Linked DNA regions of Mus musculus: all the other regions are linked to region 4. Evidence: chromatin contacts called from public Hi-C data. All regions are on one chromosome and are shown on one strand. Each heading gives the region's core, a stretch centred on a gene start, on an enhancer-like site or on the middle of the called end of the contact. The rest is flanking DNA. Distances are from core to core; before and after follow the strand shown.

Region 1 (7,218 bases), core at 4,529-7,028, 1.3 Mb after region 4:
AAGGAATAAAGAAAAAAAAGAAAAGGAAAAACAAACAACAAAAAATCATTAGTCCTCTAGATGATACTACATAGTGAGGAGGTTTTTGAAAAGTATAAATATTCATTAAGAAAAATTATTTTATAACTACTAATTTTCTCTAATATCCTAGCCATAAACCAAAAGTAAGATGTCTTCATATTGCTTTCTCAGAAAGATCTCAATCAGCAGTACCAAATTGTTTCCACTTCATGATCAGATGTATGCTTTAGTAGTCTCTGAGAGGAAGCATCTGCCATATGTGATTTAGAAGTGACAAGTTAAAAAAATTTGAACTGGTTATGATTTGGTATAGGGAGTCCAATCCTCTCTTCAAAACATGCTTTTTCACTCTATAAATTAGACTCTAAAAATTAAGACTTATAATCCAAGTTAAAAAAAAAACAAAAAAACAAAAAAATTAAAATATGATAATAGCTTATTGCCTTAAAATGGCTAACATTTTAATGAAAATCAATATAGCACAAAAAAGTCAATATAATTTTATGCATATTAACATTTTACTAACTTTATAACTTGAAGAAAATGGAGACTGTTTTATGGCATTAGTTTGGGACAATGATTTCTTGAAGACTACACTAAAGCACAGAAAACAAATAAACAAAAACAAAGACTAGTAGAATTAAATCCATTTAAAAGTTTCTTTGGAAAACTGGAAAAAAGCAGTGGGATGAGACAGCCTAAGTGGATAGAGTTATATTCACTAATTTTACATCTGATAAGATGTTAATATCCAGAGTATATACAGAAGAATTCAATAGCATGAAGTAATAATTTCATTTAAAAAAATAGGCAAGGCCTTAAATTGATATTGCTCCAGCAAAGGCATTCAAATGGCAAACATGCATACGGATACTAGTTAACATCAGTCATAATCATAGAAAGAAAAATTATAGTCATGTATTCCACTTGATAATCGACAGAGAAAATATTAACTATGGATAAAACATAACAGGACGAGAGAAAACATGGGAAAATGGCAGAACCATTTTTGAAGCTGAGAACTAGTAGGCATTCTCCAGGTTCACAATGAAGTTAAATGTATAACTACTATGTGATGTAGCAATACCATATCTTGGTATGGATCAAAAGAAACAGAAACCAGTCTGTCAGAAGCTATCTTCATTCCCAGTTCCACTGCATGGTAATGGTAATCAAAAAATACGATTAATTTAAATATTTCTGTGGTTAGTGGGATATGTAAAAGAGACATAAACACATAGTAAACAGTAAAACAATACCTTTCAAAAGGAGATCTCAACACTTGCAAGAACATGGCTGACCTTGGAGGACACAAAAATGATAGAAATATGCCAGATGAAGAAAAACAAACACTACATGATATCACTTACATTTAGAATAAAAACAATCAAACATACAAGTGGACAGTAGAAAGGTGATTTTGGCTCAAAGATAAGGAATACAATGAAGGAAGGGCAGCAGCTAGATTTTATGTGGGAATAATGTGCTTTAGTAAACACATTGAGGAAGAAACTATTCTGTATTTTAAATTGTTAACAGAATGGATGTTATCATATGAAGAAGTATACAAAGCAGTTAACTGCATGGATATGCTTGATATAGTCATCTACAAAACATACATATGTCAACATAATACACTGAACCATATGTGTGTGTGTGTGTGTGTGTGTGTGTGTGTGTGTAGAGAGAGAGAGAGGGGGGAGAAATAGATTAATTTTTAATTTCAAGTAAAAAGTTTTAAAGAATGTTAGCTGTTTAATTTTTTTAAATAATATATATATTTCACCATTCCTTTTATCCTTCTGTTTCTTGTTTGTGATACAATGAGAGTCTTTAACAAACCAAAAGATAGCAGTACAATTTTTTAAGTATCTAGTATTATATTTTCCTTTTTAACAATATGCATCAAATACCAAGGGATTAATAAACCACAAATCAAAGAAAACAGATGGTGGGATTTGTGGTTCTACCTGCATATGTAGCAGAGGATGGCCTAGTTCTATCATCAAAGGGAGGAGAGGCCCTAGGTTCTGTGAAGGCTCTATCCCCAGGATAGGGAAATGAAAGGGCCAGGAATGGGATTGGGTGAGTTGGGGAGCAGGGGGATGGGGGAGGGGATAGGGGATTATCGGAGGAGAAACTAGGAAAGGGGATGACATTTAAAATGTAAATAAAGAAAATATCTCTCCAGGGTGGTGGTGGCACATGCCTTTAATCCCAGCACTTGGGAGGTAGAGGCAGGCAGATTTCTGAGTTCGAGGCCAGCCTGGTCTACAGAGTGAGTTCCAGGACAGCAAGGGCTACACAAAGAATCCCTGTCTCAAAACAAACAAACAAACAAAAAACCACCAAAATATATAGCTAATAAAAATAAATAAATAAACTGTATAAACTAGGCAGTGAACACATCCAAGAGGAGGAGGTGGCAGGAAATAGTCAAAGTCAGGGCTAAAACCAACAGAGTGAAACAAAGAGTACTATACACAGAATCAACAAAATAACGAGCTGGTCCTCTGAGAAAATCAACAAAATTGATAAACCCTAAGGCAGACTAACCAGAGGGCATAGAGACAGTATCAAAATTAACAACATCAGGAATGAAAAGGGAGACATAACAACAGAAACCAAGGAAAATTTAAAAATCGTCAGATCCTACTACAAAAGCCTATACTCAACAAAAATGGAAAATCTCGATGTAATAGACAATTTTCTAGACAGATGCCACATAACAAAGTTAAATCAAAAGCAGGTAAACTATCTAAACAGGCTCATATCTTCTAAGGAAATAGAAAAATTCTTAAAAAACCTCCCAAGCAAAAGAAAAAAAAAAAAAAGCCCAGCCCAGGATCAGATGGCTTTAGTGCAGAATTTTACCAGACCTTCAAAGAAGATCTAACATCAAACTATTCCATAAAATACAAACAGGAGGAACCATACCTAATTCATTCTGTGAAGCCACAATTACTCTGATACCAAAGATAGCTGTTTAGTTTTTGTAATATAAAGATAACTAATGAATTCCATCCTTCCATTTAATATAAACTTTCCAAATGAGCTGTTAAATCAAATAAATAAATTATTTTTAGGCTACCAAATAAAATTTATATATACCATGAAACTTGTTACATTTGAAGCAATTAAATTCAAATCAGTCTCTGCCTTAAGAACATTGGTAATTCTAATATTTAACAATACTGATAAAACTAATAGTAACATGACATTTCCATGTTTTAGCAATTAAAATAATAATGAAATATAAATTCCATTTAATCTTTAAATATCTCATACTTCTTAAACATACCTATTCTTTTTTATTACACCTTTTATTTAATGTGTAAGTGTGCATGCACTGAGGTGACAGAGTAACCTTTAGACATAGGTTTTTGTTTGTTTGTTTGTTTTTTTTGTTTGTTTTGTTTTGTTTTTCCTTTGCCCATATAAATCCCAAGGACCTGACTCAGGTTGTCAGACTTGGCAGCATGCACTTCTATCCACTGGGCCAGCTCTTACGTCCAAACTGACTGTATCTTGATAGTATACTTGAAAGAACTGTAAACCACGAAGCATTTCTTCTTTCTGACACGCTTCCCCTCAAAATGTATCATGAAACACTTTATCATAAGATGACATATCTATTTGTTGTGGGTTTCCTTTTCTTTTGTGGTGGCAGAATAGAACTAGTACATAATTTAGAAATATAAACCTGAAAAATTTGGACATTTGTCAGTAAAGGCATTGGAGGCATTTTTGGCACATCTCACAGTTTGACGGATCTGACTACAAAACACACATTCATTTATTTATTTTATAAATTGAAGAAACCAGTGGCTCATGGACAGACAAGCTAGAATAGATATGGCTTGTCTAGGCAAAGAAGTTAATCCTCAGTCTCCCGTGATTAATGAGCAGTTTTTCTTTTGGGGTTTCAGAATGATTCTTTACTTTAAAATTGTTGTGCTTCTCCAACTGAGTTCATAAACTCAGTAGACTAAATTTTCCCAGAATTGTCAATTATAGATCAAGTCCACATCACTAAATCTGATGCATTTCTGCCCTTGCATGTTCTACAAAAATGTTCAGCACTCAGTCACATCGTCACTCTGTAGGGGAGTCAGCAGCAGATGCACTGATGACACACAAGGGGATTTCAGATCCAGCTGAGCTAAGGTTACCTGGATGACTTCCAATGCAATCTTGGAGCACAGAGAATGGAACTCGTCTGCCTAGTGACATGAACCACTCTAGAAGGTACTCAAACACCACGGTGCACCTCTTTGTGTTGAATACAGTTTAGGGCGATGAATACATATGCATAATACATTACATGTTGACTGGGATAGTTGCTTCCCTCAGGAACCATGAGAGCATGATCCTTGGATAAAAGCCTGTATGTACATGATTAGATTAGCAATCACAAACTTTTTTTTTTTTTTACTAACATTCCGTATCCATTAAGCCTTATATGGAAAACAAGTACTCTAAAGTATATTCAATAGCAAAACATTGTTATGACAAATAATGATCTGACATACTGCAATAGGCTTAATGTATACCCCAACATGTGTGAAACACTATTTTTTATAAGAAAGTATTTTGAAGTTGGTTAATATATAGTTAGTTGATGTAGTGAAGTCTACAAAATGATTACAATGTTTTTATAAAGGCCTATAGTGATACCATACACTCTTTCTGCCATGTGAACATAGTATAAATTAGGAGACTGTAATGTGGCAACTGTCTCTTGAATTCAGCCATGCTGAAATTTTGTTCCTATACTTTCAGATTCAAGAATTGTGGAATATTAATTCATGTAGTTTTAAGCCACCCCACCTACAGTGCTTTGTTTAATGCCCAACTCAATAGGACTTTGTCATGATAAATTTAATCTCTACAGAAGCTGGGCTTACTAGTCTTCTTTCACAGTAGTGATAATTAAGGAGAGAATAGTGGTCTGCGTAAAGTGACACAAGGCACAGAATTTGGGCTGCCAAATAGATGACTTCAATGTGTATATTATTTCACATTATCACTTGAAAATATCATTTACTTATATATGCTATAAATTTATCATAAGCAATGCACTTTATGAATATATCCAATCACTTAGCAATCCTCGGGGAAAAATACACATGCAAATGGCACTGTGGATACTTTTGGTAAACAAAAAGCTGGGTCGGTATAAATCAGGGATGACTAATTAAAAGAAAGATAATTGAGCATTAATATGATAACTTTGGACTGATGATGTACTCATTCACTATTGCTGTTCTCACAGTAAATAGCATTTATACCTTCAAAGTTACAAAAGCCGTTTGACAATATTCAGCATGTTTTGAAAGACCATTTACTGTGTCAAGTAAATGATCCATTATCTTTGTGATCACTTTTGTTTCATGTTCATATTATTTTATTTACAAGTTTTTGGAAAATTGCATAAAAACAGATGGCTGATTTTGAAAGTTTTGCCTCATGTAGGAAATGTATCTCTGTCCAGATGGACACCAGGTTTCAGTGCCAATATTGTACCTTTACCATATGGACAAGAGATTTATGGCAGAAAACACTGTGTTCAGTTTTATACCCCAACAAAGAGAATGTTTGATTAATTGCTACTCAAAATTAAATTTTGAATCAGAAAAAGGAGTAAAGTACAGACCACTTAAATAAAATATCAAAAACATCCACATCAAGATATCCCTGAATGCATAATTAGAATATATTTCTTAACATATTTCATATTTCAATTTGACAAACACAATTTTAGTAAGACATACTGAAGTATGATTACATAGAGTTAGTCATACATTGGGCAATATGGTCTATAGGTTTTATGAAAGTATCATAGTGATATTGAAGTAATCACCCAAATAAAGAGTGAAGATTCTATCATTCAAAATGAAGTCCTCATGAAATGTTCTATTGTGATGTATTTTATTCAAGTGTTAAAACAACAACATCTTATGAGATAAGCCTCATTCGGTATTGAAATATTGAAGTTATTTTTTAATTCTTAATTACCTTGGTTTTATTTATTAAAACATGAATTTTTGTGTTTACTTTTAGGGTTAATACTCCTCTATAATTTTACAGTCAATGTATTAATGGACTCATAATAATTAGAACTCCATTTTGATATCTGTGTTTATAAAGCTTTATATAGAAGTGACATTATCTTTCTGTAATATCTTCGGCAGCCATCTATGGTTAAGTCATCTAACTTTACTCTTAGGATGCTATCAACTTACATGTGCAACATATTTAATGAAGTAGGTTGTAAGCAGTCTAATTTTTTAAAAATAACTTTAAATATTTACTATAAGAAATCTTTCCATTTCATCAAATTTGTATTCAGATGGAATACATGCTCAATGTAATATTTATAATAGTACCTGTTACCTTTTAACCAAATATGCAATTTTCTCTGGTGTCATTTCTCTTACATATTCTAGTTTACTCTGGATTTTTGATTCTTGGATTGGTATTGAAAGACCCATAATGTGAGGACTCCCCCACGTTCTGACTCAGGAGAGGTGACACCCCAAAATCACCCACAAGAAACGGTCTTGCTGCAAACTGCAAGAGGATTTTTATTCAAGAGCTCTCTCCCGCCCACGGTCATACACCACCCAGGGGTAGAGGACCGTGGCACACTGAGTAGCTGGGTCAGGGGGTATTTAAAGGAAGATACCACAACTCAAGGAGGTGGGAAGGGCGTTGTTGGAAAATACCAAAAATACCAGTTAAGAGTCACAAGTAAGTGCAAAGTCACAGGAGTCACGAGGAATACCTGGTAATTGTGAGGGTTATTTCTCAAGACAGTTTCTTTCTTTCTTTTTTTTTTTTTTTTTTTTTTTTTTTTTTTTTTTTTTGGTTTTTTGTGGGTTGTTTGTTTGTTTGTTTGTTTTATTTGTTTTTTTTTCTTTTTTTATTACGTATTTTCTTCAATTACATTTCCACTGCTATCCTAAAAGTCCCCCCCCCCACTCCCCTACCCACCCATTCCCATTTTTTGGCCCTGGCATTCCCCTGTACTGGGGCATATAACATTTGCCTGACCAATGGGCCTCTCTTTCTAGTGATGGCCGAATAGGTCATCTTTTGATACATATGCAGCTAGAGTCAAGAGCTCTGGGGTACTGGTTAGTTCATAACGTTGTTCCTCCGATAGGGTTGCAGATCTCTTTAGCTCCTTGGATA
Region 2 (7,378 bases), core at 3,422-5,921, 1.1 Mb after region 4:
TCAAGAATTGACAAATGGGATCTCATAAAATTGCAAAGCTTCTGTAAGGCAAAGGACACTCTCAATAGGACAAAATGGCAACCAACAGATTGGGAAAATATCTTTACCAAATCCTATACTCAATAGAGGGCTAATATCCAATATACATAAAGAACTCAAGAAGTTAAACTCCAGAGAACCAAATAACCGTATTAAAAAATAGTGTACAGAACTAAACAAAGAATTCTCAACTGAGTAATATCATATGTGCTGAGAAGCACATAAGAAATGCTCAGTATCCTTAATCATCAGGGAAATGCAAATCAAAATAACCCTGAGATTCTAACTCACACCAGTCAAAATGGCTAAGATCAAAAACTCAGGTGACAACAGATGCTGATGAGAATGTGGAGAAAGAGGAATATTCCTCCATTGTTGGTGGGATTGCAAGCTGGCACCACCACTCTGGAAATCGTTCTCGCTGTTCCTCAGAAAATTGGACATAATTGTACCCGAGGACCCACTATTACCATTCCTGGGCATATAGCCAGAAGATGCTCCAACATGTAATAAGGACACATGCTCCACTATGTTCATCACATCCTTATTTATAATAGCCAGGAGCTGGCAAGAGCCCAGATTTCACTCAACAAAGGAATGGATATAGAAAATGTGGTACATTTATACCATGGAGTACTACTCAGATATTAAAAACAATGAATTTGTGAAATTCTTAGCAAGTGGATGGATCTGGAGGATATCACCCTGAATGAAGTAACCCAGTCACATAAGAACACACATGGTATGCCCTCACTGATAAGTGGATATTAGCCCAGAAGCTCTGAATACCCAAGACATAATTCACAAACCACGTGAATAAGAAAGAACTCACGAAAAAGGAAAACCAAAATGTGGATACTTTGATCCTTCTTAGAAATGGGAACAAAATACCTATGGAAGGAGTTACAGAGACAAAATGTGGAGCTGAGACTAAAGAAATGACTATCCAGTGACTGCCCGACCTGGGAATCCATCACATATACAATTACCAAACCCAGCCACTTTTGTTGATGACAATAAGTGTTTGTTGACAGAAGCCTGTTATTGCTGTGTCCAGAGAGGTTCATCCAGTGCCTGACAAATACAAAGGTGGATGCTTGCAGGCTATCATTGGAATGAGCACAGGGTCCCAAATGAAGGAGCTCAAGAAAGTAACTGAGGACCTGAAGGAGTTTGCTTATGTAGACTATAATATCATCTGAATATTATAATACTTTGAAATCTTTCTTTCTGTTTTATATCATTTGATATTCTTTTATTGTCTACTTGTTCTAGTTGTACTTTGAATACTCTTTTGAATAAAAAAGGAAAGAGTGGTCATCCTAGTCTTGTCCTGGATTTTAGTGGGATTGCTTCAAATTTCTCTCCCTTTAATTTGATATTTGTTGTTGATGTACAGTGTATTACTTTTTATTATGTTTAGATGTGTGCTTTGAATTCTTGGTCTCTCCAAGACTTTTAACATGAAGTAGTTGAATAATACATAAAGTGTATTGTTTCAAATGAATTTTCAACATCTTATGAAATGATCGTATGTTTTTTATTTAAATTTTTCTATATAGTGAATTACATTAATGATTTTTTTTTAATATTGAAATATCCCTGAATTCCTGGGAGGAAGCCTACTTGATCTTGGTGAATGGTAATTTTGATGTCTTCTTGAACCTGGTTTTCAAAAATTTTATTGAGTCATTTTGCATCATTAGCAAGATTGATCTGAACTTTCTTTGTTGGTTCTTTGTGTGGTTTAAATATCATACCAACTGTAGCTTCATAGGATGAATTTGATGGTATTGCTTTTGTATCTATTTTCTGGAAGAGTTTAAGGAGTATTGTTATTAGCTCTTCTGTGAAGGTCTGGTAGGATTCTGCACTAAAACTATGTGGTCCTGCGTTTGTTTTGGTTGGGAGACTTTTAATGTCTACGTCTATTTCATGAAAAGTTATGGGAGTATTTAGATGGCTTATTTGATCTTGATTCAACTTTGGTACATGGTATCTATTTAGAAAATCATTCATTTCATCTAGAAATTTCTAGTTTTGTTGAGTATATGCTTTTTTAGTAAGATCTGATAAATTTTTTAATTTCCTCAATTTCTTTTGTTATATCTCCCATTTCATTTTTGATTATTTTAATTTGAAAACTGTCTCTGTACTCTCTTATTAATTTGGTTAAGGGTTTATCTATCTTAATTTTTTTTAAAGAACCAGTCCTTGGTTTTGGTGATTCTTTGTATAATTCTTTTTAATTCTAATTGGTTGATTTCAGCCCCAATTTTGATTATTTTCTGCTGTCTATTGTTCTTGTGTTCACTTCTTTTGATCCAGAGCTTCCTGGTGTGCTATTAATGTGATAGTGTATGATCTTTCTAATTTTATTTTTTAATGAAAGCACTTAGTGCTATGTATTTTCCTCTTACCACTGTTTTCATTGTGTTTCATAAAGTGGGGTATAATGTATTTTCATTTTTACTAAATTCTAGAAGGTTTAGTTTCTTTCAGTATTTCTTCATTGACCAAGTTATCATTTAGTATAGAGTTGTTCAGGTTCCATAAGTGTGTGGTTTTCTGTTTTATTTTTATGTTGTTGTTGTTGTTGTTGTTGGTGGTGGTGGTGGTGGTGAAGACAATCTTTAGTCCATTTTGATCTAATAGAATGAATGGGATTATTTCAATCATCTTGTATCTGTGGAGGCTTGTTTTGTCTATGATTATGTGTTCATTTTGAGGAAAGTACCATGAGGTGCTGAGAAGAAATGTTTGTTATAGGGTGAAATGTTCTGTAGATATCTGTTTAATACATTTGGTTCATAAGTTCTGTTGGTTTCACAGTGACACTGTTTAGTTTCTGTTTTAATTATCTGTCCATTGGAAATTGTGGGTTATTAAAGTTTCCCATTATTATTGTGTGACATTCAGTGTGTGGTTTGAGCTTTTGTAAAGTTTCTTTTATGAATGTGGGTTGCACTTGAATTTGGGCATAGATGTTCAGAATTGAGATTTCATCTTGGTGTTTTTTTTTTGATGAATATGAAGTATCCTTCCACATATCTTTGATAACCTTTGATTGAAAATTTATTCTATTGGATATTAAAATGGCTACTCTAGCTTGTTTCTAAGTACCATTTTTTTTGGAAAAAAAAAATTTCCAGCCTTTCCTTTTAGGTTGTATCTGTTTTTGTCACCTAGGTGTGTTTTTGTACATAGCAAACTCCTAGATCCTTTTTATGTATCTAGTCTTTTATTCTGTATCTTTTTGTTGGAGAATTGAGCCCATTGATGTGGAGAGTTATTAAAGAGCAATGATTGTTGATTCCTATTATTTCTGTTGTTAGAAGTGGCATTATGTCTATGTGATTCTCTTCTCTTTTTTGTGAGATGATTAAGTCTTGTGTTTTCTTGGGTGCAGTTACCCTCCTTGAGTTGGAGTTTTCACTCTAGTGTCCTTTGTAGGACTGGATTAGTAAAGTTATTATTTAAATTTGGTTTCATTATTAAATAATTTGGTTTCTTGATATATAGCAATTGAGAGTTTTGATGGATATAGTAGCCTGAACTAGTAATTTTTATTTTTCCGGATAGGATCTGATGGTGTGTTTCCAGTATCCAGGCTTTTAGGGTCTCTGTTGAGGAAGCTGGTATAATTCTGATAGGTCTGCCTTTATATGGTATTTGACCTTTGTCCCTTGCAAATTCTAATATTATTTTTTTGTTCTGTGCAGTTAGAGCTTTGATTAATATTTGGCAGGAGGAATTTCTTTTCTGGTACAAAATATCTGGTGTCATGGCTATCATTTTCTTTAGTTTAGGACAGTTTTCTTCTATGATTTGGTTGAAAATATTTTCTGGCCCTTTGACAAAAGAGTCTTCACTCAATCTATTTCTGTTATTCTTAGGTTTGATGTCTTCATTGTGTCCTGAATTTTCTGAATGTTTGGGGTTCAGAACATTTTGCATTTTATATATGCTTTAACTCGTATGTCAATATTTTTTTACGGTTCTTCTGAGTCTGAGATTCTCTCCTCTATAGCTTACATTATGTTGTTGTTGCTTGCATCTATAGCTCCTGATCCCTTCTCTGGGTTTTCCATGTCCTTACTACCTCCATTTGTGATTTCTTTATTATTTTATTAGCATTTTATGTCTTGGAGTATTTTGTTCAATTTCCTCACCTGATTTATTGTATTTTCCTGTATTTCTTTAAAGGACTTATTTATTTCCTCTTTAAGGGCTTCTACTAATTTGCTTGTGTTTTTCTAAGTTCTTTAAGTGAGTTATTTATGTAGTTGTAAGCCACTTGTGAACCGGGTACTACTGAACGGCAGGCTGGGGCTGAAAAAGAGATATAGACTGCAAGAGAAGAATGAGGCCAAGACAAATTGCTCTGATCAAAGCCCGCAAGTTTACTAAGAGACTGTGCTTATAAAGGGGGAAGGCTCATCTTCCCTGCCAGTCCATCCTTGGTGCCTGGAGCCAGCCCAAAGACTCCAAGCAATGTGGATTGCCTCAAAGGTGTCTCAGCAGGCAGCAGGATCTCAGAGAAGAGCAGGGCAGTTGACACATCAAGAGAAGCCAGCCAAGTCTGAAAGCTGCACCACACGGGGCCCTACCTCAGTGGTGACAAGGTCTGCACAAGCTCTCTTCAGGCTGGGGGAGGCTATAATTCCTCACTGATTATATAATAAAAATAGCTGGACTGAGCCATAAAATTTATTTATGCTCCATAGTTCTGCCTGGGAATTATGGTGGCTGGCGGCCGAGCCTGGCTTGAGAAATCTCAGATTTTCCCAAACTATTCTTATCTGTCACGGAGTATACATGCAGCTTGTTTGTGTTTATTTTACACAAACATGGCTCTGCGGTGTATAACTAACAAACCACAGCCTCTTGGCATGTTTCGTTGTCTTAGATTGATAGAGTTCTGAAATCTGGTTGTCCATCATTGGCTGACCGGCCCTCATAGCACACCTTATTCTTAAATCAGACCAAAGCCACAATTTATACTTAAAGTGCTTCTTCATATTGATGAATTTCTGCCACCTGTGCTTGCTGGAGGCTAGGCTGCACGCTTGCTGAAATCAGGTTGTAAGGGGAGACTGACCTGCTTGAAAAACAACAGGATAAAAGCTTCTTTGGGGAAGTCCAAGTACTTTATTCAGTTGCAAATTAGCAATGATCAAGCTCAGACTTTGACCTCCCAGTGTGGGGAAGCTGGCTTTGAGAATTAACAGAAAAGCTGAAAATTCTCCCACAGTGGAGGCTGTGCTCCAAATTAACTTTTTCAGCTAAAAGGATTTTTAGCCATCAACTAGGTTAGAATCATACTTACTAGAAGATTCAGGATCTGTGTCCACTTGACAAACCAATCTTTCAGGCAGCCATCGTGCTACATCTTCTTTTTGTGCAAAACCACAGACAGAACCTCTTCCCTAGATAAAAACAGGGTCTAGACCATTCCATGCATTAGTTAACAGGTCCTGCCATTTAACCATGTCATAAGAACTGGAAATAACTGGATGCCAGTGGAGATCTGCTGCAGACTGACCTTTAATATCAGTTTGCAAAAAAAAAATAAAATGAAAAGACAAAAGCAAGATGTGCTTTTGGTGACCTTGGGGGGTATAACTGCCCCTGTTTTGTTTTTAAAAGCCAATTTTTCAGAGTGTGATGAGTATGTTACACAATTCCTTGTCCCATGGGGTTATAAGGAGTTCCAGTTTTATGTTTGATACCAAATTCCTTACAAAATGAAGTAAAATTGTTGCCAGTATAGGATGGCCCATTATCTGTCTTAATGAGTTTAGGCAATCCCATAGCATTAAAGTCTTGTAAACAATTATCAATTACATTATTAGAGGCCTCTCCTATATGTAGAGAAGCTAAAAGAAATCACTTGGAAATGTATTAATAGTCACATGTGCATAATTTATTTATTAATCAGAAATAAGAATATCCATTTGCAGCAACTGATTAAGTATAAGATCTCAAGAATTAACACCATTATGTGGAAACAGGTAGAAACAGGGGACACTAAGAATATTTTTTTTTTTTTACAATTTGACATGCACATTCTTTAAAAATACAAAAATATTATCTTAAGCCATTACTGTTTTGATTATATAAAGAATGAGATTATATGGCCAATTATTTTTGTGTAAGAACTGTAATCTGTCTGAGATATAAATCTAGCATGGCATTTATAAATCTAGCATGGCATTGTGTTAAGGTCTTGTCCAGGCAATCTAAGAAAGATTCTTAAATCTCCAAAAACAGTCTTCTAAAAACAACAGCATTTTTTTCTTATGAGTTGTATATGCATAAACCATTGCAAATTTGAGAATTTATAGTATCTGAGGGATGAACAATTTTAAGCAATTGTAAGCTCTGAGATACATATTGATAAATATACAAATGAAAGCTTGATTATTCAACATTTTAAAACACCATCTACAGCACTCAATTTAATTATCTTTGCTGAAGCAAGAGGAAATTCAAAATAATAAGCATGTGATCCAATTCGCATATACTATTCTCCCATAGAAGGGCTGCTTTTTTTTCACTTGAAAAGCACAGTATTATTTATTTATTTATTTATTTATTTATTTATATTAGGTATTTTCCTCGTTTACATTATTTTTTCCATTTTTATTAGGTATTTAGCTCATTTACATTTCCAATGCTATACCAAAAGTCCCCCATACCCACCCACCCCACTCCCCTACCCACCCACTCCCCCTTTTTGGCCCTGGTATTCCCCTGTACTGGGGCATATAAAGTTTGTGTGTCCAATGGGCCTCTCTTTCCAGTGATGGTCAACTAGGCCATCTTTTGATACATATGCCTCTAGAGTCAAGAGCTACTGGTTAGTTCATAAAGTTGTTCCACCTATAGGTTTGCAGATCCCTTTAGCTCCTTGGGTACTTTCTCTAGCTCCTCCATTGGGAGTCCTGTGATCCATCCATTAGCTGACTGTGAGCATCCACTTTTGTTACCTTCTGTATCAATGAGTACAAGGCTATTTCTCACTTTTTTTTTAAAATTAGGTATTTTCCTCGTTTACATTTTCAATGCTATCCCAAAGGTCCGCCATACCCACCCCCACCCCCAATCCCCTACCCACCCACTCCCCCTTTTTGGCCCTGGGGTTCCCCTGTACTGGGGCATATACAGCTTGCAAATCCAATGGGCCTCTCTTTGCAGTGATGACCGACTAGGCCATCTTTTGACACATATGCAGCTAGAGTCAAGAGCTCTGGGGTATTGATTAGTTCATAATGTTGTTCCACCTATAGGGTTGCAGTTCCCTTTAGCTCCTTGGGTAATTTCTCTAGCTCCTCCA
Region 3 (7,228 bases), core at 2,407-4,906, 1.6 Mb after region 4:
AGCCACCCTCATATTCGCCGTTGCAAGATGGCGCTGACATCCTGTGTTCTAAGTGGTAAACAAATAATCTGCGCATGTGGCAAGGGTAGTTCTCCACTCCATGTGTTCTGCCTTCCCCGTGACGACAACTCGGCCGATGGGCTGCAGCCAATCAGGGAGTGACACGTCCTAGGTGGAGGATAATTCTCCTTAAAAGGGACGGGGTTTCGCCATTCTCTCTCTTGCTCTTGCTCTTGCTCTTGCTCTTGCTCTCTTGCTCTCTTGCTCTCTTGCTCTCTGGCTCCTGAAGATGTAAGCAATAAAGCTTTTGCCGCAGAAGATTCCGGTTTGTTGCATCTTTCCTGGCCGGTCGCGAACGCGTGTATGAGAATCTTCTACACAATAAGACTGATGGCAAAAAAAAAAAAAAAAAAACAAAAACTAGATGAACTGTGGCTGGATCAGGCTATAAAAATTTAAGAGTTAAAATAGTAAAATATGGTACTGGAGAGATGGCTTAATAGTTGAGTGTTTTCTGCTCCTGTTTTAGTTCATCTTCAGAAGGTGTCAGGTAAACTCCTGAAGGCACAGGAAATGGAACAAATAAGCAATTAAAATATTGTGGAAAAAGAAGGAAGGTTGGTAAGAGAGGACAATTTCAAGGTAATAAAAGACAGCCACGTACCTATTACAGTAGCTGAGCCAGCCCTGGAATGTGAGGTTTTAGTTTAGTCCCTGAGTCTGTGCTCTGAACCTCATTACACAGAAATAGACCATTCAAGCTTTTAAATAACGGTACATAATATGTTTTAAAAGTGTCTATATTGGTCATTTTTGTCATCACTGTGAACAAACACCTGACCAATAAAATAAAGAAAGAATAGTTATTTCTGCTGCAAGTTCCACTCTATTTTTCATTATAGTGGAGAAGGCAGAGGACAGGAACTTATGGCAGCTGGTCACATTGTATCCACAATCAGGAAGCAGAGGCAGATGCATGCTGCCCCTCAATTTGCTTGCTTCTTCTATGAAGTCCAGATCCCGACCAGAGTCTGGTGATGCTGGGTGCCCCACATACTGAAATTCTGAAACTCTATAACAGACAGTCTCAGAAGTTTGTTTTTTGTATGCCTGTAGATCCTGTCAAGTTCATACTCAATATTAACTAGCAAATATTTTGTTAAGTATTTTAGTTTATAAACAGATGATGAAGTTTTAGAGAAACTCTGACACACACACACACACACACAATTTGTTTTATGCTTGTTACACACATTAATTAAATGTAAACCAATAAATACTAACAGACATGAACAGGACTCAAGGCAGTATACTTTTGTTTTTATGTCTTCAGTAGCAATAATTTCTATTTGTTCATAAAGAGAAAATCTATAAATCATATATGCTGATGCTTTTGTCAGGATGATATGTGTATTATCCCTGTCTTCTTAAATCTTACACAAGCTTTACTCTAGCATGCACAGCTGCTAAATCATTATCCTCTGCATGAATAATTGTTGCAGATGTTCGTGTTGATTAATGGAGAACAGCTATATTTATGGTGGCTTCAGTATGGTACACCATTATGACTGCTCAAAGCACAAAGACACTGTGCTGTGATGCTCTGATGTGAAGCTGTGTGTAGAGGTGATGACTTGCTACTTAAGTCTGAAGGATCCTATTTCAATACTGCTCATTCCTAACAGCAAAGGGATCTTTCTCTCACCATACATACTTTGAGGAAATTTTAATATTACCAATAAGTTTTCTTCTTTCTTAATGCTCAGTTACAAATGTAGTATCAACAAAACAATCCATCACCACTAAGTGACAATTTCATAGCCAGTTTCTTAATATTTCATGCTGTAGATTATTTCTTGATTTGCCATTACACAATCTTTTAACATACTAAGTCAATCATTAGGGAAAAAAATGAGGAGGTAGATCAGCTAGATCAAACAGGATCCAGCATAATGTTTAACAGAGCACATTTATAAACATTTTTCTTGTTAATTTGCTTTCTTGTTTTGATTCTTAATGGTTTTTGAAATTCTAGCCTATTCATTTGCCTTGACATGAATGGAGTTTCAGGACAAAGGATCTTTCTTGAGCTACATCAAAGTGAGGTGAATTAACCTGCTTAACCACCCTTTATAAGTTTCCTAAGTTTCCCCAGAATGAAGAATGTAAGGAAAGAAGTAATTTCAATAGCTATCAAACAGTATATCCATACTTAACAGTTCCTTTTACATTTATTTTCCTAAATTCAAATTGCCTTTATCAAGCAAGATTAGAGAGAACTGGTGCTTTTTATCCTGAGCAACCAATCACTATATAATTCTCTTGATATCACTGTAACTAGAATTCTTAACATTAGAAAATATAGCCAATACCTGATAAATACTTAGTGAATGACTAATGTCTTGAGGCAGATTATAACATTTCTAACAACTGTGGTTTTGATTAGAAAGAAAGAGATGCAAATGGCTCTTTTCTGTCCTTTACTTCTTCTCCAGCATGGCCACTACCACTAAATCAGCATCCTTAAATACACTGTTTTATTATCATCCTGAAGTAGAAAAATAAATATGAAAGAACATGGTTTTGTCAACTACAGCTCACTTCTCAAACCATTAGAAATTGTAAGATGATCTTAACTTTTTTCTCCCAGATGCAGTTTAGTCTCCTATGGGATACTGATACTGTTGAGTGAAGTAAAAAATGTTTCACTACTAAATTTGTGTTGTTTATATTCCCTGAGCAAATTCTTCAACAGTAAGAATACTTTCAAGATGATATAAGTACTCTACAGATAAGTATTGATCACTTACAATATAAATGCACAGAAGGGCCAGGACTGATGCACAATGCTGCATTCTGTGTTCTTGAATGAAAAACACTAAAAAGTACAAAGCAATCAAGGGAAGAGAAAGGGGATGGCAATCTAGTCATTCAAAGACAGCCAAAGACCAGAAGGTAACTCCTTTCCTATGTTCACTTTGGAGAGGGGATCAAATCTGTTCCCCTTTCCAACTTGTTTTTCTCTTCTCTACAATGAAGACAAATGATGTATAGCTATTCAAATCTGCAAAAAGATGTAAATCAGAAACAAGTATGGATGATACTAATTTGGAAACTGAGCTCATAGCCAATTCATATACTGATACATTGCTTAGGAGGCTTCTGGCTCACAGGGAAAGTCAGAGTGAGGTAGAACACCTACAGAGAGGATCTTTGGAAAGGGAAGCAAGTATAGGTGACCACGCCCTTATTCTTCCAGAAGGATGCAGGCCTGATAAAGAGGGAAGGCATATGCTCTCTCCATGCATTTGGGAGTGGCAGGGATATTGGGGAAAGCTTGGGGTACAAAAAGCCCTGAAACACTCTCTAAAGAGCTAACCTGTATGGGATTGGATTCATCCTATTCAAGCATATTGGCAGGTTGATCACAGTGAAAGTTTCACATTGAAAGAAAATATTGAGAATATTTATCATGACTGAGAAAGGAAAAAAAATAATCTAGTGTAACATATTGTGCTGGAACCTGGTATAAAATATTCGTAATGATAATTAGGAAACAGAGGAAATGGAAAAGAATTCATCCTGAGGGTTGTTGACAATAGGGTTTGTAGCAGAAGCAGCAGCTGCTCCAGCCTGTGGGGATCCCCCCAGGGGACAAGGTTTTGATGGAGTCCTAGTGAACATTTCCAACCAAGAAGTGTAGTCATTTAATCCAAGCCTGATCCTTGGAACCTGGACCATTGCCACAGATCAAGCAACTGTCATTTGGCAGTTGTACCTGATGCAACTGCCTGCTGGGTACCTTCCTGTGTTATTTACTTCCCATGTAGTAGGCTTGGTTTGCTGGCAAACTCCTTGCTCAGTGTAATTCCTGGATTTGATGTCCTGGCTTCAAATGACAATGTCCATAAATCTGGCTGACAACACTTCCAGTTTAGAGATTAGGAGTCTATGAAAGAGGAGGAGACAGGTAATTGTCATCACTGGGCAGCAAATAAACACTTTTAAGCAAAGCTAACAGTTCCTTTGGCACCACATTAAAGCACAAAGAAAAGCTGTTCAGGCAATAATGCAAGCCACTGCACCTGAGCAGTTAAAAATTTGATGGCTTATAGAAACCTGACACATACACACACACACACACACACACATACACACACACACACACACACACACACACACACACACACATATATATACAGAAATGTTAGTTTCCATTGATAGCAGTTGCTAGCTTATAACTTCATAGTTTATGTAGAGTAATAAGAAAATATGTGTTTACTAATTGATTTAGAGGTTCACAGGAGTCTTGCAAAATGTAAGTAAAAAGTACATCAAATAAGAAATCAAATATGTGTTTTGGCTTAAAGACAGGGGCAGGATTGAAACTTTTGGACTAACTCCCAGCCTATACAGGATTAGCTGTGTGAACTTGCTCAGGTTCTAACACTCCATTTCTTTACCTATTACATGGTGGCAACAATTCTACCCATGACATCATGTATTTTTAATTTATTTGTTTAACATGGTTACAAGGTTTAGTTTACCTCACCTCATCTACCTAAATGTCTGTTAGAGGGATGTCTGAATTTAAATCAGTAGTGATTATGCCTCAAGTTCACAAACTGCTTAGGTGAATATATTTTTCCACATTAGTATATCAATTTACATTCAAGGAATATTACTTTTAACATACAAAGGAAACTTCTGGCATAATCTAGGGAATATTTTTAATTCATGGTAAGATGTCATATGTCATTATGTATGTGCATTTATTAAACTAAAAAGAGCCACATTCCATTTTTTAAAATTATGACATTTACTGAAGGACTGAGTTAGTACTATAGCAATATGGCCTGTTTGTGAAGGTTAAATTAATCATCAAACCAAAATTATTGATTCCTAATTAATAGAATGGTGGGCCTTTTGTTAAAAGGTAACACCAAGAGTCAGTAGGTAAATCTAAATCCATATCAAATGATATGCCATCTCACTTGAGTTAAACAAATTAAGACCCAAAATATGAGAAATTCTGTGAGGATTCAGAGAAAGGAGAATAACTATACTGTTGACACCGAAAAGAGAAAAAAAACTAGTAAAATACCATTAGAAATTCCTGAAAAGGCTCTATAGACTTTTGTACTATTTTCCTATACTTACTAAAGTTTGCATATCCTATTTGACAAAGGGCTATATGGACCATTTATTCATTTTTTTTTAAATTAAAGCATGTGCTTTTATTTTTGTTGTTGAGTTATTTGTTTGTTTTATTCACTTGTTTGTGTTTTTTTATGAATTCTGGATATTAAGTCTTTGCTAGATAATAATATGAAAGTGTTTTCCCATTATTCAACTTGTAACTTCATAATATTCATTTCATTTTGTTTTGTTATATTTTGCTATAAAGTGGAAGACAAAGTGTCTAAAGGTATGTCAGCTTGGGTCTGGAACTTCAGTTCCATCTTCTAGATCACCTTGTCTATTTTTGTGTCAATAGTAGGTTGACTTTACTATTATAGCTCTGTAGTATAACTTAAAACCAAGAGAAGGTATACCTCTTGGAGCTTTTTTATCATTCAGGTTTGCTTTTTTAATATAAAGTTTAAGATTTTTTTTCAATTTTGATAAAAATTTGTTTTAAATTGTTAATAGGCATTACACGGAATCTGTATGTTACCTTTAGACATATGGTTATTTTCACAATACTAATCATACTTCCTATGCATGGGATGTTTTTTCCATTGTCTTATATCTTCTTAAATTTATTAATTCAATGCCCTGAAATTTTAATTGCACCAGTCTTTCACTTCCTTAATTAAAATTATTTCCAATTATTTCAGAGGCTTTGCAAAAGATATTGTTTCTCTGATTCATGTTTTTATTTCTGTATGTTTGTCATTTATATGGAGAAAGGTTACAAATATTTGTGTGTTAATTTTTTTTATCTGGCTATTTTGCTCAATATATTTATGAGCCCTAGAAATTTACTGATGGTGTCTTTAGAATATTTTATGAACAAAATAATAACACTATGAAAAAATGACATGTTTTGCAACTCTTTCCAGAACTTCAAACCAAGGGGAGAGTTTGTCATTGAAATAAAAACATATACAAATTCCCAGTTATTAGGGCTTTTCCCAGGCCTTTGCAACTTTCACCTCATAAACTACCACAAACAAAATACATTTACATACTGTGTTCTTACTCTGTTGTGACTATGCTTTCCTATTTTTTTACTAAGAAAAGTTTACATGTAGACAGTTAATAGGTAGACACAATTATATTTTCTTCTCTTTTGTTATTATGCTTTATAAACACACACACACACACACCAACTTATACATGTTAGTATTATGCTAGGATTCAGATTCTCCACAATATGCTAAGTGTTTAAGAGACATAGTTGAAACATTGAATTTGTATTAAAGAAGTATTTAGTTACATTAAACTAGGTTAACTCATTACATTGCCATATAGATGACTGAAAATGCTGTGTTGAGAAATTGTGTTTCAAATAGTAAATGTACACTAAACAAAATCTTCAAACATCCCATTCATTAATATACATACAAGATTCTAGTACAGTCTGTGCAATCATGTATGTATGGCAAACATATATGGCTTAAAATAGACATAGCTTTTCAGAGTCAAGATTAACTTCTTAATACACATTTCAGTTTTACTTGTGCCTACCATGTGTATGAGCTGATAGAATATAACCACAGAATACAGTGTGACTTTTACCAGTTGACAATAATCAAAACAAATGGTCCACCATCATAACAATTTAATATATGTTTTTCTGTAACTCACAAGTCTTGCATTTCAAAATCATATCTAGGCATTAAGGGACTGAATAAAGGACAGACACATGGGCACAGAGTCACATAGAATATAAAGTATGGTGTATTTTATGCTCTGATGAAGCAGTAGTTACTACTTCCAGAACCCAGAAACTCAATGTGTTTATTAGATGTTGCACAAAGTGAAGTCTGGGTTACTTTCATTCAAGGGAAACCTCTTATGGCATACTTTCTCATACTGCTAATATCCATGAGTAGGATGGAGCTGCAGTTGCTAGATTTTATAAACACTCATCAATACCCATAAACTGACATGTAGACAGAGGTAGGCTTTGATAATCCAAGTCTGACCCATATGGGAAATTGCTTTTTAAAATTTCTCATGTGTCTGAAGTCTTGGAGTATTCAACAAATCATTAATACAC
Region 4 (7,004 bases), core at 2,462-4,961:
TTTCAGCTCCTTAAAATTAGAAATTTGTCTCCATTCCTTGTAATGATGCCTCCATTCGATCACCTAGACAGTAGGCAATGTTAAAAGACTCGCTGAGACCTCACGAAAATCCTGCAGACCACCACATTTTGTAAAGTGTATTGCCTCTCCATAGCTCCCCCTTTGTTTTCTTCTTAACAGAGAGCTTCTTTAGGATGGCTCAGATGTGAAATGATGACAGCAATCCTCACTACCTGATTGTCCTTGCATGATTCAACATAATACAGAGACAGAACAAAAAAATAAGCATAACTCTTTGGAGAAAGGGTAAGCACCTGTAATAATCTGCCGCATCCTCTCTTATCTGTCACAAAACGACCAGCAGAATAAAGGGAATGAAGGCAGAAGGAATCATGTTCTATTCCTTCACCTTCCAAAAGCTATAATTACACCCTCAAAGATATGGGAGGCTTCATCAAAATCCAAAGCACTATATTTTACTCCAGCCAGTCTCTTCATTAACTCAGCCAGAAATTTCCCCTCATAAAAACATATTCCACTAGTTGGCCATATAACACAAGAAATTCTGTTCAGCACAATATGGCCAATAAAATTAAGTTGACTTTAACCACAATGTCATTTAAAGAAGCCAATTAAATGAGCCAGAAACACAAAGCTGAAAATACAGCCTTGGGAATAACTTTTTTTTTCCTGTAGTCCTTACCAAATCCTTCTTACCCTGATTACCTAGGTAAGAAAGGCAGCAACAAAGCTAAAGGAGGAACTCTGAACTCTCCAAGGATTATCTAAGAACTCTACAAAGTAGCCGTCTCTTTCTTGTTTATTTGATTAGTTTTTCTCCTCTGGCAAGTGCTTCTACTTTTCTGTAGTTTGAGGAACATTAATAATCACTCCACAGCATTCTTTATGACATCTAAATAAATCCTAATTCTTTCCTTAAAAGTCCGTTTCAGACAGCATGAATTCAGAATATATTCCTTTGGTTTGTAAAACTTCATGCCCTCAAATAAAAGAAGGAAGGGAAGAATTCTAGAAGAAATTTAAAACCCCAAATTGTACACTGCAACTGGCCTATGATGGCCAATAATTTCACAGACACTCCTCTGCCTTCCAAGTGTAGTTGATGAACCATCTGCAGACTCTTTGACTGATGGGACCCATAGCTTCAGAAAACTCTAGTGATGACAGTCATATGTTTCTTTAAAAAAAAGAGACAAGCCTGGACTTCCAAACATTATATTTTGTATAGTTGACCTGTTTCCAATCTGATATTCTAAGTATAACCCATTACTCATAATGAAAATCTATAATTTATATAATGATATAAAATTAGACAAGGCTCTTAGGTTGAAAGACATACCATCCACATCTATTAATTAGTCTATTAAGTCTATATTTGTCATTTTATGGTATCAGTAATTAATATTTGCCTATAACTCCCAAGTAATTTCAATCGTTTTTGTCATACCCATTTCACAGATCAAAATTATTTGTTTGTTTCCAAACTTTTAAAATAGTGCTTTCTTAAATCCATTCAGAGGAAAAAAAATGTAGTCACTCTAAAGCATCAGGAAGCCTTAAGAGATTCATAATCAACACAACCCATGTCCAATCACCATCCCGTTTTCTACAAAGGCACCTACCCCAGTGTTGTCATGGTGACGATGGTGTACCAGAAGGCTGCCGGGATGCTGGTGAACTTGCTTGCTGAAGAGCCCTTCTCTGCGTAGAACATAACGGTAGCGAAAATGATGATAGCCATTGTGAGAGAAAAGAGCAAGAAGCCCAGTTCTGATGCACAGCTCTTCAGGGTGTACCCCAGTATACGCAGCCCTTGAGAGTGGCGGGAAAACTTAAAGATCCTGAAGACTCGAAAGACTCGGAGTGTGACAAAGGCTCCACTGACATCCTCATTGTCTGTCATCACCAGCCCAATGTAATAGGGTAGGATGGCCACCACGTCGATGATACTCATGACACTGCGCACGAAACGGTAACGACTAGGTGCTGCGGCCAGGCGAAGCAAGTACTCAACTGTGAAGATCATGACACAGGCGGTATCCAAGCAGAAGAAGGCCACCGCATACCTCTCCCCACAAGGCAGTTCTTTTATGTGGCCTGGGCTAGACCCACATGGAACTGTTTCCACCACATTCGCGATGACTGAGACGGCAATGAAGAACCCAGTCACATAGTAGAACACCAGGGCCATGGTGCTGGTGTGGGGATTCTCAAAGGCCCGCCAGACCCTCTGCCTAGCAGTCATGGTGGGCAGCGCACTCTCTCCTGTATTGTCAGTGTCTGCATCATCCTGGAGGCGCTCAGCATTCTCCCGCCTGCGGTCCTTGTACTCCTCATAACAGCAGTCGCCAATAATTTCTGGGATGAGGCCAAAGAAGGCCAGTTCTTCATCATAAGCCGAGATGCACTCATGGCGGGGATAGTGAAGCTTCCCCGTGCGGTAGAAGTTGAGGATGTGGCGGAAGATGTCCGGGTCACGGTCAAAGAAGTATTGTTGGGTCTCTGGGTGGTAGAAAAAGTCTCTCTCAGAACTACCCAGCAGAGTGTCTGGGTATCGTTCCAGGGTGTCTTGCCATGTCTGGAAACGGGTGCCACTCACGTTCAGCACTATCAGAGCGTCCTGAGTCCTTTTTCTCTCCTGTCTTGGGGGCGCAGGCATAGGCCCCGAAGCAACAGGCATCCACCCAATGGCGGCTGCCCTGGCAAAGGGCAGCCATGCTGCAACACCGGCTGCCATGTTGTCTGGAAGTGGAGGTCACGAGAGTGAGCAGGGGGGTCACCCAAAATAACACAATGAAAGTAAGAAAGTGCCCCCCACTTCTTCACCTCAGGCAAAACACTGGGGGGACACTGCTCACAGGAACACGATTATTCCAAGGTGGCGCAGGTCAAGTCACAGTACTCAAGAAGGTCAGGTTTCCCTCACAGAAGTATTTGGAATACTAAGAAAAAAAAAATACAGTGACCTAAAAATCTCTCTCCATAAAGCCTAAACAAATCTCTGCCAACAGTTGGACCAGGGCAGGTCCTGGCACATGTAAACGTACAGGTGACTTCGGAGACAGCCTGGCTTCAAACAGGTGTCTTCGCTTCTCCCCTGATACAGTCTGGTAGATATGGGGTCGGTATATAGAGCAGGAGAGAGGAAACAGGGAAAGTCAACCAGTCAGTGGTAGTCTCTTAAAAGAAAGAACCCTTTCACCTTCCCCTTTTGCTGAAGTGGTCCTTCCCGCCAAAGGCGTCTCAAAAAGACGACCTGTTGTTGTAGCTCCGGAGATGCGGTCACAGCCGCTGTCCCGCGTCCCTTGGAGTCCGCTGGCCGCCTGTACTCACGCTGCGCTTGCAGAGATGGAGGTGAAGTGCAGGGCTCGCGGCGGGGGGCGTCGGTCTAGAGCTCTTTCTCCCCCCCACAACGACGACTGACACCCTCTGCGCTAGCCGAGAGCGTTTGCCCGATGGGCCCTTTCACTCTCTGTTCAAGTTCAGCTCAGGTGCAGTGTGACAGTTATAGAGCCTGGGAGCTGGCAGCCGCCGCCGCCGTGGCGGCAGCAGCATCTGCCTCCGCGCAGAACGCGCCTCGCCCGCGGTACATACCTGGCAAAGTGCGCACCGGGGCTGAGTTGCATAGAGACTTTGCTGTCGCCTTGTACCCGGAAAGGGAAAGGCAGAGCCAGCGGCTCCCGAGCAGCCAGATCCCAGGCTCCCGGGGAGCATAAATAAAGCTCTGGCGAGCTCTCCGTCCCCTTCCCCCACCCTCCGTGCCTCCCTCCTCCTTGTCACCTTCCCAAAAGCCAGGCGCAGGCGAGCAGAGCCAACAGCAACAAGTTCAAAAAGGTGCGGGGGAGGCGAGCCGCCCAGGCCACTCGCTCCTGCCAACTTACTGCGCGGCCGGCGTCCCCGGGGTCGGGGCGCTGCGGGGCTGCGGGGCGCCGGGACTGCGGGGTTGCGGGGCTGCGGGGCGGGCGGTGGCGGCGTGGGGCCGGGACCGAGGCGGGAGCGGGCTGGCGTCCGGGCGCGGAGGCAGGAGGCGCTCGGCGGCGCGGGGGCGCGAGAGGGCCGCTCGCTGCTTCCCCGCCAGTGGGTGGTCCCGCATCTCCCCCGAGCACCGCGCGCAGCTCTGCCGGTGCGATCGATAAATAAGCTGGGAAGAGAGCGAGAGCCGCACGCAAGCCCCGCCACGCAGGTTAGGCAAAGGCGTCTCCTGCCTTTCCCTCGCCTTGACCTTTCTCCGCCCCCGCCCCCTCGGGCTCCTCTCGCTCCACCCTAGCCACCCACCAGCCTCGACGCCAAATGTCACCAAGCGAGAGCATCCAGGTGGTTCTACCCCGGGGATGAGCGAGCCTTGGATGAACAAAGGGAAGCTTCAAGGCACTCGGCCGCGGCTGTTTGATGGAAGAGAGGAGGAAGGGGACCGGTGGCTTACTGCTGCCTCCGGAGCCCCGGTTCCAGATGAGCGTGGGAAAGGGGGGCAAGGAAAAAAAAAAGATTCGAGAAAAGCTGGAAAGGAGGGTGAACAGAGCGGAACGCGAAGGAATTGGTTGCCTTTGGGGGGCGACTGGGTCGCAGAACCTGCAAAGCTCCGCGACAGAATTTTTAAGTGACTCTCCCACGTTCCTTTATTTATTTTTTTAAATTATGTATGTTCAAAACAGATATTAATGTTACTAAGGCTAATATATTACCCGTCCAACTTGCTGGAAAAGTCACACAAATCTCCTCTGGTTAGGTCTTGCCACAACTCCTTTCCCCCTGTCCTTTGCAAATGACAGGAGAATTTAGACCCTTTTCTAAATGTCAGTGTGCAGGGGCGTGAGTCTCTTAGAGTGTGTGTCTCTTCATGCCCTTTGCGCATCCCTGCCCATATCTAAAATGACCGAAGAAAGAAAAGGTGCCCGGGTGAAGGGTGAGTGATGTGAGGAGAGACAGGAAAATTGTAGTGGCCAACCGATTTTGGTCTTCGTGTACCCCGCCCCCAGTCATTAAGTGTCTTCCTTAAAACCAAGCTTTTAACAACCATGGCCACTAGATGGCGGGAGTGGCGAGAAGTTAAATTTACATCCAAGGTTGCCGCTTTAGAAAGGCAAAGGATCAGAAAAATTTACTGATTCAACAGAGAATCTGATCACGTAAACATCTTTAAATTTCCTGCGACCACCCACCTTTTCAGTGTTTATATGTCACGCGTTGTTCAGGCTTCAGACTGCATTCTGATGGACATGGAATATGATGTACAGAGTTTCCTATTGAAATGTCTTTGAAAAATTACATGTGAAGTACCAAAGCATGATCAACAAAACCATTAAGACCATTGAAAAGTGGAGTTCACTAGAAAGAGCAGACTGACTTCTACATAAAAATTTATTATTCAAGGCTTTGTCTTTTGTTTAGAAGGAAAGTGGGTTGTGATTTGCTGTAAAGAAATTGACTTCCAAAAGACTCTAGGCTTGATGTGCCCACTTTAAATGGATGCTCAAAGAGAACCTATGAACTTAAAGTATAGAAAAAAATCATCAAAGAATGAGAATAAACATCCCCTGTATTATATGGGTTTAACTGTCAAGATGGATGTTTGCTCTCTGTGCTTAGTTACCCGTGCCGGGTTAGGAATTCCAGGGCTGGTAGGTCGTAAGGCTGGAGCTAATGTGCCAGGGAAGTTTAGGACACCTGCTGTTTGTTTGTTTGTTTGTATTAGCCAAGTGAAGGATGCTTGCAAGGCTTGCAAGGCTGAAAACTAGCAAATTGAAAGGAGGGGGTTGCCTTCCAATTGCTATAAAAAAATAAGCTAGCACAAATAAAAAAGATGGCACCTTGGCAAGATGAAGAAAGCAAGCCACCCAAATAAGTAGGAGGCATAGGTACTAAAAGCCCATTATATCGTCCTACCCTGTAAGGATGGAACAGACTTTGAAGCAGACCCTTTCCACTGGGAGATCAAATACTTACAAGCATAAAATAAATACTTAACTTCATGAGAAGCCTTAGAAAACATAACATCTACAATTTGGGAAGGCGTTGTAATCCGTTCTTCACAAGCAGCTACTCACGGTGCAGAGAATTAAACTTACCTAGATTTAAGCTTAGGTTAAACACATCTATATTCAGATCCTTGCTCAGGAAATAGTGTACTGATTTGATTTTATTTAACAAACTAGTTAACGTCTATGAATGAAAAATAAAGATAATAAAGCAAAACATTTTAGCCCTGTTGTAAAAATGAAAGATAATATTTTCAAGTTTCAATGTGTTTTACTAAGAACATGGAAACTAGCTGTTTTATTATTTTAATGCTCACACAATTCATCTTATCCAGCCTGTGCATGAAATTCCCACAGACATCATACTTGCTTTTATCTCTGAATAAAGCATATCTCCCTCTCCCAACAGGCAAGAACCTGACATTTTAATTTTCAGTTGTTCATTGAAACATACAGAGATTGAAAACCCAACAGAGTGCTTGTGTTTCACTTCCCCTTCCCAAGATTCCAGTTCATCCCCATCTCCTTCCCATCCTGTATCCTATACCATATTGATTAAATGGGAAGCAAAAGAAAACTCAGCACAATAAAATTGAATTCACTACCATCTCCTAATCATATCAGTTTCTCCTTTCCTCTCCTGATAAGTGAAGACCAGGAAAGGACCCTGATGGCACTCATTCCTTTATTACTTCCCCTAGCAGACACACAGTGACCCAGTATGTCTGACTATCCATCCCATGCTGACTACCAATTCATTCTTACATGGCATTTAGAGGTGTTGTTGTTGTTAAGAACAATCTTAAGACCAGTTAAAAATAGGTATAGGTATAGGTATAGGTATAGGTATAGGTATAGGTATAGGTATAGGTATAGGTATAGGTATAGGTATAGGTATGGGTTCCTTATAACTATCATCTACTTCCCCTAAAGGTATCACTTCAAATCCTATTAAATCACAGCCAGAAGGTAACACTCATATCCTCTGAGTCCACTTGAACTGTCACA

Evidence for each region. Hi-C and Micro-C count contacts between places; a contact is called where the count stands out from the background.
Region 1: a contact with region 4 is called in a Hi-C map of cerebellum, with 3 times the contacts expected there. The contact joins the enhancer-like site here to the promoter of Kcnd2 in region 4. A contact is called at or near these places in 4 of 39 promoter capture datasets (frontonasal cranial neural crest, hippocampal neurons, second pharyngeal arch cranial neural crest and 1 more), 2 of 484 Hi-C or Micro-C datasets (cerebellar granule neurons and cerebellum) and 1 of 115 datasets of contacts at active chromatin or transcription factors (embryonic forebrain).
Region 2: a contact with region 4 is called in a Hi-C map of cerebellar granule neurons, with 3 times the contacts expected there. The contact joins the enhancer-like site here to the promoter of Kcnd2 in region 4. A contact is called at or near these places in 2 of 39 promoter capture datasets (hippocampal neurons and liver), 2 of 484 Hi-C or Micro-C datasets (cerebellar granule neurons and cerebellum) and 1 of 115 datasets of contacts at active chromatin or transcription factors (forebrain).
Region 3: a Hi-C map of cerebellar granule neurons shows a contact between it and region 4, with 6 times the contacts expected there. The contact joins the enhancer-like site here to the promoter of Kcnd2 in region 4. A contact is called at or near these places in 3 of 39 promoter capture datasets (frontonasal cranial neural crest and liver) and 2 of 484 Hi-C or Micro-C datasets (cerebellar granule neurons and cerebellum).

What each region holds. Positions count from the first base shown.
Region 1 is chr6:19,942,856-19,950,073 of GRCm38.p6, reverse strand. No RefSeq gene overlaps it. Among named protein-coding and RNA genes, the nearest start is that of Gm22828, 320 kb to the right of the region's middle. Within about 2 kb of position 5,778, at least 2 of the 459 cell types and tissues checked have an H3K27ac peak or open chromatin away from gene starts, as enhancers often do. A contact at or near this core is called in cerebellar granule neurons and cerebellum, where this site is marked.
Region 2 is chr6:20,089,699-20,097,076 of GRCm38.p6, reverse strand. No RefSeq gene overlaps it. Among named protein-coding and RNA genes, the nearest start is that of Gm22828, 470 kb to the right of the region's middle. Within about 2 kb of position 4,671, at least 1 of the 459 cell types and tissues checked has an H3K27ac peak or open chromatin away from gene starts, as enhancers often do. A contact at or near this core is called in cerebellar granule neurons, where this site is marked.
Region 3 is chr6:19,576,124-19,583,351 of GRCm38.p6, reverse strand. No RefSeq gene overlaps it. Among named protein-coding and RNA genes, the nearest start is that of Mir6370, 24 kb to the right of the region's middle. Within about 2 kb of position 3,656, at least 2 of the 459 cell types and tissues checked have an H3K27ac peak or open chromatin away from gene starts, as enhancers often do. A contact at or near this core is called in cerebellar granule neurons and cerebellum, where this site is marked.
Region 4 is chr6:21,212,053-21,219,056 of GRCm38.p6, reverse strand. Kcnd2 (potassium voltage-gated channel, Shal-related family, member 2) reads right to left here and starts at 3,711. Exons shown (of 6, transcript NM_019697.4): 1 at 1,644-3,711. The coding sequence starts at 2,758.